Linked DNA regions of Mus musculus: region 1 is linked to region 2. A link is a contact called in public promoter capture Hi-C data. All regions are on one chromosome and are shown on one strand. Each heading gives the region's core, a stretch centred on a gene start, on an enhancer-like site or on the middle of the called end of the contact. The rest is flanking DNA. Distances are from core to core; before and after follow the strand shown. Region 1 overlaps Syn2 (synapsin II). Region 2 holds the start of Syn2 (synapsin II).

Region 1 (5,112 bases), core at 587-3,086, 34 kb after region 2:
CCCTTGTGTCCGGCTTCTTTCATTTTAGCTTAACATTTTCAAAGTTCTTCCACATTTTAGTATTTCAACATTTTGCTCCTATTTATTTATTTATTTATTTATTTATTGTTTATGAGATAGGCTCTCCCTGTGTTGTCTTGGCTGTCCTGGACACAATATCCAGCTGGAATTTTATTTCTTTTTACAGAGTATCCCCTTGTATATAGTTACCACATTTTCTTTATGTAGGCATCATTTAATGTTTGATCTGTTTTCATGTTTCTATTTCATATGTTGTAAATAATGCTTTGAGCAGCTTTTGTTCACAAGCAAGTATCTCTGCCCTTCTTCCCCTTCTCTTCCTTTTCCTCCTTCCCTCTTCATCTTCTACCTCCCTCGTTTTTCTTCTTTCTTCTCCCTCTCCCTCCTCCTCCCTCCTTTTCTCCTTACCCCTCCCCAGGTTCTGGGTGTACTCTTAAGTATGTGCAAAGGAGTAGAGGTGCTGGGTCTGTGTTTAACGTTTTGAAGACAGCCAGACTGTTTTTCCAGTGGTGGCTGTGCCATTTCATGTGGCACGTGCATCATTATACATTTTACATGGGTCCCCACCATCAATTTATTAAATCATTGACTCTAGTTACATTTTTTTTAAAAAAACAAATACTGCTATAGCCATCCTAATGTGTATGAATTGTCATCTTTTTGTGGTTTGGTCTTGAATTTCCTTAATTATGTATGATGTTGAACATCTATTGATTTATTTACTGGCTGTTTGTATATTTTCTTTTCATAGAGAAATATCTATGCAGTTCCTAGTCTCTGATTTAACCAGACTAATTGGGTGGGCTTAATTACATGGGATTTTTTCTTGCTTTGTGAGAGCTCTTTATATATTCGAAGTCCATATTCTTTACTAGATACCTGATTTGCTGATACTTTCTACTATTCTTTGTATTATCCTGGCACTTTTGGTAGGCCTGAAGCACAAGTTTTAGATGTAAATTTATAGTTCAATTTGTCAGTTCTTTTAAACAATGGTTTTGTTGCTTGTTTTGTGCATTTTTAAGAAACTATTGTTGGGGCTGGAGAGATGGCTCTGTGGTTAGAATACTGCTCTGGGAGAGGAGTAAGGGCAGGTCCCGTCACAACCGCCTGGATTCCAGCCCCAGGTCCAGTGCCACCTTACCTTATGTCCTCCTCAGACACTGCACTCGCATGAAACCCCACTCATACACATGCACATAATTAACAGTAAAAATTAAATATTTAAAAAGAAACTATTATCAAGTAAAAGTTTTTGAAGATTTGTACTTGTATGTTTCTATACCCCGGGGACTCAAACCAAGATCTTGCATAAGCTAGGCAAGTGCTTTATTGCTGGGCTATACTCCCAGACCTAACAGCTGCACTGTCTTCAGTGCTTTTATAGATTCCCTCTTCCATTTGGGTTCTTGAATTATCTTGCCTAAATTTCTGTTTATAGTGTGAATTAGGACTTCAGCTCCATTCTTTAAAATATAATATCTATCTATCTATCTACATATATTTCTGAATTTTTAATATTTCACTCAAAAAAGGGATTGGAGAAATAAGCATAGCTAAAGGAAAAGAGATATTCTAGGTGGAAAAGCCAGGCATCCTTTATCTGCCTGGAGATGCAAGGGTAACATGTGCTTCTCTGTTCTCTTCTATATCCTGCAACCCAGAGGTAATTTCTTAGAGCTGGAATATTGGGAAGAGGAAAGAGATGAAGATATGAAACAGATTTTGTTTCAGAAGAGAAAGGGATGGGCGTGGGTGTGGGATCTCATGTGTCCAGGCATCAAAACTTGGCAGAGAATTTACTCTGAGCAGATGGAGTGAGGATTTCATTGCCTGACAGACTGACTCAGACTTGCCTCCCTGCAACCAGCTACCACTGGGGACGGTTTGCATCTCTGGCAAGAGCTATGGGATTATGGCATTCCTCCTCCTGTTCTAGTAGTGGAGAGTTCAAACTCTCCAGAGTTTGCCCCGGTGTTCTGTAAGGAGCTGATGTGTTTGACCTTGGTCCTCAGGAGTGATGACTGGGAGATGGACATTTCTTAGTCTAATATATAAACAGGCAAAGTGGCTTCTACAATCCATATTGGTTTAGAGAGGACTTTTAAATTGGATTGGAGCGTGCATATATGTTCTTCCAGCTCCTACTCTGCTCTGGAATTATGAGAGACAGGAAACGGAAGCTTCCATGCAGGCCAGTGATTGGCCTAGTGAAGTCAGCACATGACATGCTGTGGGTGGGTGGGTGGGTGGGAGGGTGGGAGGGGGACTAGGAAAGGTTTAGAATTATTTTCTAAGTAAGCAGCTTTTCAGAAATTATGGATTTTGCAACCAGTCACGATTTTAGAAACTTGTGAAGATGAGCATGCTTTGGATTAGTTCGTGTCCTTCCTTTTAGCTTCTGCCTTGCTAATCTAGTCTGGAAATGCTGCCAGGCTCTCCCCAACAAATCCTTACTTTCATTATGCTATTCAGGTGCCCCAGTGCCTGCTGATCTGCACCAAGCCCATCATACTGAAGCTTTGAAATTTATGTCTAGCCATGTTTCTTATCTTCCCTCCAGCATTTGTCATTTGCTCCTGGCAGACTTATCTCCTCTTCTCTGTCCCCTAAGATAGAGTATTAATCTTTACCTGGGCCTCTTTCTCCAAACATTTTTCTTCTCTAGCAAAGTCCTGTCTGTCCTGTAAGATTTAGTTTAACTTTGCCTTCCTTCCAGCTATTATAGATTAATATCTGTACTTATCAGGCATATATAGTAATTTCCAAATAATTTAATGGTAAATGATACCATATTTTAAATGTATTAGTGTCAAATATGAGTCCTTTGGCGTTACAGGATGTTTCCTTTTCTTACCTTTGCCTGATATTTAAGATATTGCGGTTGCTGGAGAGATGGCTCAGCAGTTAAGGCTGTGTACTGCTATTGCAGAGGACCTGAGTTCTATTCCCATTATCCATATTAGGTGACTTATAGTGGCCTGCCTGTAAGCTCTCCTCCAGGGGATCAGGCACTCTCTTCTGGCCTCCATGGGTACTGCACTCATGTGCTCAAACACACATACAGACACATAATTTGAAAAATGAAAGTTGTTTAAAAATGTGGCAAGGGGCTGAAGATATGGCTCAGTGGTTAGGAGTGTGTACTACTCTTCAAAGTAGTTTGTTTCCACAGTGGGACTCCCTTGAGAACACTAAAATTTCATGTACAGATGGTTATCAATTGGAGATTGCTTCTGAGTTGGGGATGGGGCATGCATCCACTTCTCTTTTCAGATCTAAGACCCCATCTGGTGCAGACCCGTGCAGGCCCTGTGCACACTGCCTCAGTCGCTGTGAATTCATATGTGCACCAGTCTTACTGTGTTTAGAAGGTCTTGTTTCTTGCCTAGCAGTAGATGGATATCAGAAAATGAACTTAATGGGATTGGGGGGTTGGGTCTTTGTTCTTACAATATGTCAGGGCTTGCCCTTCTTTCCCCCTTCCCTTCCCTTCCCTTCCCTTCCCTTCCCTTCCCTTCCCTTCCCTTCCCTTCCCTTCCCTTCCCTTCCCTTCCCTTCCCTTCCCTCCCTCCTTCCTTCCTTCCTTAATATTTTAATTTTAATTTTTAAATTCATATTCTCTCTCCACCTCCCTCCCTCCCTCCTTCTCCTTCCCCCTTCTCTTTTTTACCCTACAGGTTTTCTGCATATATATCAGGGCTTCCGGTTTTGAGTTTTTTATGGGATTTATGAGTATGAACTCTGTGTCTGTATGTTTCTCACACCTTTTCTTGGTCTCTTTTGCTTCTGTTTGTTTTGTCCTATTCTGATTTATCTTATTTTATTTTATTATTATCCATTAGAAGTCTGTTTGTTTCCTAATGAGGGGCAGAAAGGAGGTGGGTCCAGATGAGAGGAGAGATAAGGAGAATCTAGGAGGAGTAGAGTATATATCCATATCATTTATCGTTAGTATATATTATAAGGAAAAAACTGTTTTCAATAGAAGAAAAATAAAGAGTGCATACGATTCTTGCATAGGACCCGAGCTTTGTTCCCAGGTCCCATATCTGGTAACTTACAACTGACCATAAATCTAGCTCCAAGTGATTCAGTATTTCTGGACTCCTCAGACACTCGTACACATATGCACATTCCAACACACATAGGCACACACAGAGAGTACAAATCTTTTTTTTTTTTTAGAAAATTGTGCCTAACAGCAATAGTATATTTTGTTGATAATTAACATTAAAATTTTATAATAATTGGTATTTACATATTATTTTAGAGTTCAAAAATGCCTTTACATTTATTATTGTTCTTCATTTTCTCACAAAATGTGTGACACTCTGACTCAAAAATGAAAAAAATAGAATTGGTTATTTATGTAGATAAGACCAAAATCTAAGGTTTGAGTCTATTGGAAATTATAGCTAGCTTTAAAATTTCTAAACAAATCTTAGTTTTCCCTAAAGGATTTATAGATATCATCTAATACTATGGAAACACCCTTGTAGCGTAATGAAAATATAACATCTTGTAGAAGACTAGACTAGTGCTGAGATTGTCAAATGTTCAGACACAAGTGGATCTGAATTAAGAAAGGTGCAGACTCTATTCTGCAGAGAACTGAATAATGCTCCCAGCCTTCACTTTCTGCCCATGCTTACCCAGGACCTCAGAATGTGACCTTGTGTTGGCATAGAGTTTTCAGAAATACTTGTCTAAAGAACTTGAGATTATATCATCCTACATTCAAAATGGGGGAATAAATCCAATGCTGTATCCTTGCCATAGAGGAAGCACAGAGAAACGTTGTCTTTCTTAGGAGAGAAGGCCATGTGTGCATCCTTAATCAGCTTGGGTCCTGGTACCCTGACGAGGGGCGGTAAAGGAATAAAGAAATGGCAGACAGATGAACAGAAGAAACGCTGGGATTGGGTGGGCTGGACTCTGATGGAGAAGCTACAGCACAGAAGTTCAGTGTGTTTATTACATACAGTTGAAGGGGGCAGATACTGTATATAGCTGAACAAAGAGGCAGGATCATTGCAGACAGGCGAACAAGGAGCCAGGTTTAGCTCTCTGAAGGGGAACAGTTTCAGT
Region 2 (5,701 bases), core at 167-2,666:
TACCTGAGACAAGGGTTGCTTTCTAATTTTATTGGTTATTTTCACAATTGGCTGCAGGCCTCTCTGATGCTATTGGCTTAGACCTGAGAACCAACTGGGATATACAAAACAGGAACACCCTGCTAACATTAGTGTCAAGACCCTCACTGATTCCATTCAGACTAGCTAATACTACTGAGAAATAAGAATAAGGACTTAGGCCCCACTACTGGCTTATCTACTGCGTACCAGACGCTTTACCTACATGTTCTCATTTACTCCAGCAGCTTTGAAAAGTGCTATCTGTTTTTATTAGCTGTGGAAGAAAAAGGTTCAAGGGAGTAATTTGCCCAAAGTCGTGCATCACTCCAGGTGGTCTGCCTGTCAAGTACATCTGCTACATTTTGTCCAGATACAAATGTAGGGGACTAATATACCTGAAGACAGATCAAAACAAAGGTTCAAAGAGCACACAAAATTTAGAGAGTGCACAGAGAAGTTGGTAGTCAGATAAACCTTCATGGAGATGGTCAGTTAGGGGACTAGGTCGCCCTACAACACTGGGGAACAATGTATGTCAGGGAAGCAAATTGAGGGGGTAGCCTTGGCTATCTGTCTGAGGGATCCTGAAAAGACATTTTCAGTCTTCTCGGGCTCTCTTGCGCGCGCGCGTGCTCTCTCTCTCTCTGGTCAGGGAGAGAATTGTGCACTATTAAGTGGGGCACAGAAATTGCCTCCTAATGTCCTCCAGGGCAGTGTGGAGAGGGTCTGCTTAGGTTCCTTCTTCCTCAAGGAGGGTGAGGTAGCCCTCTACTTCATTGTGGTCTGGACTCCCACCTTTTGGGTCAGGGAGAGGTTTTTCCCATTCAGCACGGGTAGGCAGCTTTTATTCATTCATTCATTCATTCATTCATTCATCCATCCATCCATCCATTCATTCATTCAGGTCTCAGCATACAAGGTGCGCATTAGCAGCAACAGATTAGTCCATTCCTTCTCATCTGAAAGTTGGGGACTTTGGCATCATTTTCCTGAGCTTCAGGAAAGGAAATGCTTCGCTTTGCTCACTGAATGGTGGTCCTGGGTGTGTGTGCGCGCGCACACACACGCCAGAGCGGGTGGAGGGGCAGGTGTAGCTCTTTTCTCTCACCTCAGGGTAGGGAAGCTGACACCTCTCTTCTAACTAGATGGTATTAGGATGGTGTCTTCGTCTGGAACTGGGACACGACTCTCCTCTTGAAACCACGAAGGTGATGATGGTGGGAGACTCTCGGCTTTCCTTCCCTCCACACTGCGAGAGCTCCTGGTTCCCACACAGTCACGCTCAGGTGGCGGGAGGGGACACTCTCCCTTCTCTTTGCGCCAGAGCCTGAAAAGGCGGGGGACGCGCGAGTAGGCGGGGGCGGAGCAGGCTCTGCGGAGAGGGGCGGAGACAGAAGTAGTCACGCCCTCGGCACCGCCCACTGCTCCCTCGCTAACAGGCTCGCTCCCCAGACCCAGAGCGCCGCGGCTGTCTGCTGGGCTCCCGGAGACGCGGACCACCTTCGGTGTCCCCGCGCCGTCCTCCCCGCGCCGCTTGGCCCGCCGCCTCGAGCGCCCTCAGCCCCTCAAGCCAGATGATGAACTTCCTGAGGCGCCGGCTGTCGGACAGCAGCTTCATCGCCAACCTGCCCAATGGCTACATGACTGACCTTCAGCGCCCGGAGCCGCAGCAGCCCCCTCCTGCCCCTGGCCCCGGTGCCGCTACGGCGTCGGCGGCCACCTCAGCTGCCTCGCCCGGTCCCGAGCGCAGGCCGCCACCCGCCCAGGCACCCGCGCCGCAGCCGGCGCCGCAGCCCGCGCCGACGCCGTCGGTGGGCAGCAGCTTCTTCAGCTCGCTGTCGCAAGCGGTGAAGCAGACGGCCGCCTCCGCCGGCCTGGTGGACGCGCCCGCACCTTCGGCCGCTTCCAGGAAGGCCAAGGTGCTGCTGGTGGTCGACGAGCCGCACACCGACTGGTAGGCCCCTGCGGGGTCCGCCGGGGGCAGGGTGTGAAGATGGACCCTCGAGGTCACCCGGGAGAGCACCGGGGACGAGCAGGTGTCTGTGTGTGGGAGGGGCGAGGGCAGGCGTTGACCTCCCAGAGACATGGGTCCTAAGGTAAAGGACTCGGTGGCCTCCAGGCCGGTGGCAGAGCAAGCTACTTCATTAAGCACCAATGGAGCTTAAAAATAGTGATAAGTCGACCACGCTCTAAAGGAAGGCCACACAGCCAAGAATATTTGGGCAGCACATATTGGCTGTGACAGTGGTGGTGGGGACACCACAAAGTTGGGAAGGAAGAGAAGGAGGGATGGATCTGGAAAGAGCTGGGGGAGGGAGGGTGAAGATGATCAAAACAGGTTGTACAACATCCTCAAAGAACTAATAAAAAACAAAAACAAAACACAAATACTTATGGTGGGGGGGGGGCAGGCTTAACAGTTTAGACGCATACAAGCTAAGGTGAAAATGGACCCAGATGGCCATCAAAATAAAGGACACCAAAAAAGATTCTAGTCTGCAAGGTTTGGAATGAGTTGGGAGTGGATATTAGTATTTAAGTTGGATAGGTGTTTTTGTTGTTGTTATTGTTTGTTTGTTTTGTTTTAAACCTGTACCTGTATTGATATCAAGGTGGGTTAGATCACAGGTGTCTCAGAGTGTGATTGACATCTGTTTAAAAATAATGAGATTATTATATATATGCAACAGGGAGGGGATATATGTTTTAAAAATTTTGTTCTCTCTCTTCCCTTCTCTCCCTCCCTCCCTCCCTCCCTCCCTCCCTCCTTCCCTCCCTCCGTGTGTGTGTGTGCGTGTGTGTGTGTGTGTGTGTGTGTGTGTGTGTGTGCGCGTGCGTGCGTGCATGCGAGCATGCGTGCTCCTGTGTTTGTGTGTAAACGATGGTGGCTTTTTCAGCTGGATGATGAAGACCTAAGTAAAAACATTACATATTGTTAAAGGGCACAAATAAAATGATTGGCCTTAATGCAGTAAAGGGGAAACTTCAAGAATGCTTTTCTTTTCTTTCTTTCTTTTCTTTTTCTTCTTTTAAAAAGAGCTATAGGGAATGGGGATGATTGGGGAAGGTGTTAGGTTTAGTTGAGAAACACATGAATGAGGTCCACTGAAGACTAATTAAGAGCTTCAGAGTGGTTCCTTTGATGCAGTAGGACGCTGACTTAAGCGATGGTGGATGGTGGGCTGACTGGTGGGTATGGAACCATGAAAAGGCCAGAGCCTTAGGTGTTTTTTCCTTTGGAATGTGAGGGAGCAATTTTTGTTTTCCTTTTCCTAAGGGGATGAGGTTGATTGGTGCCTGCACCTGAGAATTCTTCCCAAGAGGAAGACACAGGGACCCCAGAGCTGTTTATTTCTCTTGTAGCTGCTTTCCTGTTGTGCTTTCTCTGCCATTCCTTCACTGAGAGACTTGGAGGGAGGGAGGGAGGGAGGGAGAGAGAAAGAGAGAGGAGAGAGAAAGAGAGAGAGAGAGAGAGAGGGAGAGAGGGAGAGAGGGGGTGCTGGGATGAACTGGTGGAAGTGACATGTTACCTGGAGCTGTAGGGCTTCCTGCTGTTACCATGCTGGAATCATTTCCTCTGGGTGGGTTGTGTGGTTGGCCCTTATTTTTCAAGATAGTAGAGTAGAAAAGACCTTTATCAGGAACTGGGAAAGGTAATGGGGAATAACAGGAAGGTAATGTGGGAAAGTACGACAGTAGTGCCACTGGCAGTCTCCTGGAAGAATCACTGGCAGTTCAAATCAACAAGTGTTTGCTCAGGAGGAAGGGAAGGGAAGGGAGGCAAGCTCTATGCAAGCATCCATTGTATGTCAGATTCTCTGGTAAGGAGGGACTCCTAATGTGGTATTCTATTGGGTCTTCAGAAAACAGGGACTTAGAAAAGGTAAGTGGTGAGCTTACAGCCATTCAGCTAACAAATGGTCCAGTGGCATCTTAACTTTAGGTTAAACTGCTTGGTTTCATTGCTGCCATCCTTCTGTATTGTCTCACTGTTAGAATGTTACTGTGATACACAGTAATAATACACTTCCTTTTAGGGGTTAGACAATGCTGGGGGCCTTTTGGAAAACTCACACTAATTAGGGTGACACAAAGATACCTGAGACAGTTAACAAAGGAATCTAGAGTTATTAAGACTATTTCAGAAATTAGTGACATTAAGAGTTATTGGTGAATATTTTAAAAAAGAATCATAAAGAACAGCTAGGAAATAGGTACAAGACTAACATTAACATTTCATTTTTCTGGGCTAGAATCTGATTCTTGTGAGCTTTGTCCCGGTCCTCTACCCCACTGAAGCTATTTTCTTGGTTCTAATTGCTACTTAGATACCCACAGATAGGTAGATAAGTGTTCCTACAAGTATGGGGAGACTCAGAGAATTTGTTTATTTAGAAATGAGAGAGTTGAGATTTGAAATTCTCCTTGGATAGGATTATTTTCTAGGAAGAGTGCCTGGTATAAACCGGAGAATCTGCTTTGCCCTGGAGACTGGATTTCTGATGGAAGTAATAGGATTCACTTTTCTGCGGGCTGACTCTCAACTGCCTTATGGATTTCTCTGGAGTAATAACATTGATTTATTAAAACTCTTAAGCCGAGTTTGAGTCTGCAACTTGATGGTAGTTCTGTGCTTCTGTGTTTTTGTAGGTAATAGCAATTCCAAGAATTTTGTCATCTTCTAACGTGTCTAAATTTGTTTAAAACACCTCAGTTAAATATTGATGAGTGGTTTTATTGAAAGGTCTCTGAATTAAGGAGCAGGTGGCTGCTTATGACAAACACAGTAGCTTACAAGGGTTCTTTTTGTTCTAAAAGCTAATTTAAATAATTTGTCTCATAGTTTAAGCTACCTAGACAAAACTGAATAATCAGGTGTTATATATACCCAATGCCATTACTATGGTGCTTGAGTAGAAAGAATGTAGTATCTCAGTGGAACTTAAACGTATTGGTCCCATCTGAATTCGAGTGCTAACATAAAGAGAGGGTTGGGTTTTTTTTTTTTTTGGATATAAATTTTTTTATTAGATGTTTTCTTTATTTACATTTCAAATGCTGTCCCAAAAGTTCCCTATACCCTCTCCTCTGCCCTGCTCCCCTACCCACCCACTCCCACTTCTTGGCCCTGACATTCCCGTGTACGTTTGTAAGACCTACGGGCCTCTCTTCACACTGATGGCCGACTAGGCCATCTTCTGCTACATATGCAGCTAGAGACATGAGCTCCAGGGGATACCGGTTAGTTCATATTGTTGTTCCACCTATAGGGTTGCAGACCCCTTCAGCTCCTTAGGTACTTTCTCTAGCTCCTCCATTGGGGGCCCTGTGTTCCATCCAATAGCTGACTGTGAGCCTCCACTTCTGTATTTGCCAGGCACTGGCATAGCCTCACAAGAGACAGCTATATCAGGGTCCTGTCAGCAAAATCTTGCTAGCATGTGTCTGCATTTGGTGGCTGATTATGGGATGGATCCTTCAGTGGGGTAGTCTCTGGATGATCCATGCTTTCGACTTAGCTCCAAACTTTGAAAGAGGGGGTTTTTAAGAAGCATCTAAATAATTTCAGATTTAAAAGGAAACTCAAAATAGGTAACTTTTCAGATCAGTGCTAATATACAGAAGATTCCTTTGAATTTATCAGTGTGATTATAGGCAGTGTAGCATGGAACTTCTAACC

What was found. Promoter capture Hi-C pulls out the DNA fragments that hold promoters and counts their contacts.
Region 1: a contact with region 2 is called in a promoter capture Hi-C map of hippocampal neurons, with 4 times the contacts expected there. The contact joins the enhancer-like site here to the promoter of Syn2 in region 2. A contact is called at or near these places in 2 of 39 promoter capture datasets (hippocampal neurons and macrophages), 4 of 484 Hi-C or Micro-C datasets (the HL-1 cell line, brain, cerebellar granule neurons and 1 more) and 1 of 9 other capture datasets (adipose tissue).

What each region holds. Positions count from the first base shown.
Region 1 is chr6:115,167,280-115,172,391 of GRCm38.p6, forward strand. All of the region lies in intron 1 of Syn2 (synapsin II), which reads left to right. Among named protein-coding and RNA genes, the nearest start is that of Syn2, 35 kb to the left of the region's middle. Within about 2 kb of position 1,837, at least 18 of the 459 cell types and tissues checked have an H3K27ac peak or open chromatin away from gene starts, as enhancers often do. A contact at or near this core is called in hippocampal neurons and ventral hippocampal neurons, where this site is marked.
Region 2 is chr6:115,133,486-115,139,186 of GRCm38.p6, forward strand. It overlaps Syn2 (synapsin II), which reads left to right and starts at 1,417. Exons shown (of 13, transcript NM_001111015.1): 1 at 1,417-1,975. The coding sequence starts at 1,596. It overlaps Gm17733 (predicted gene, 17733), which reads right to left and starts at 1,350. Exons shown (of 2, transcript NR_132436.1): 1 at 1,130-1,350.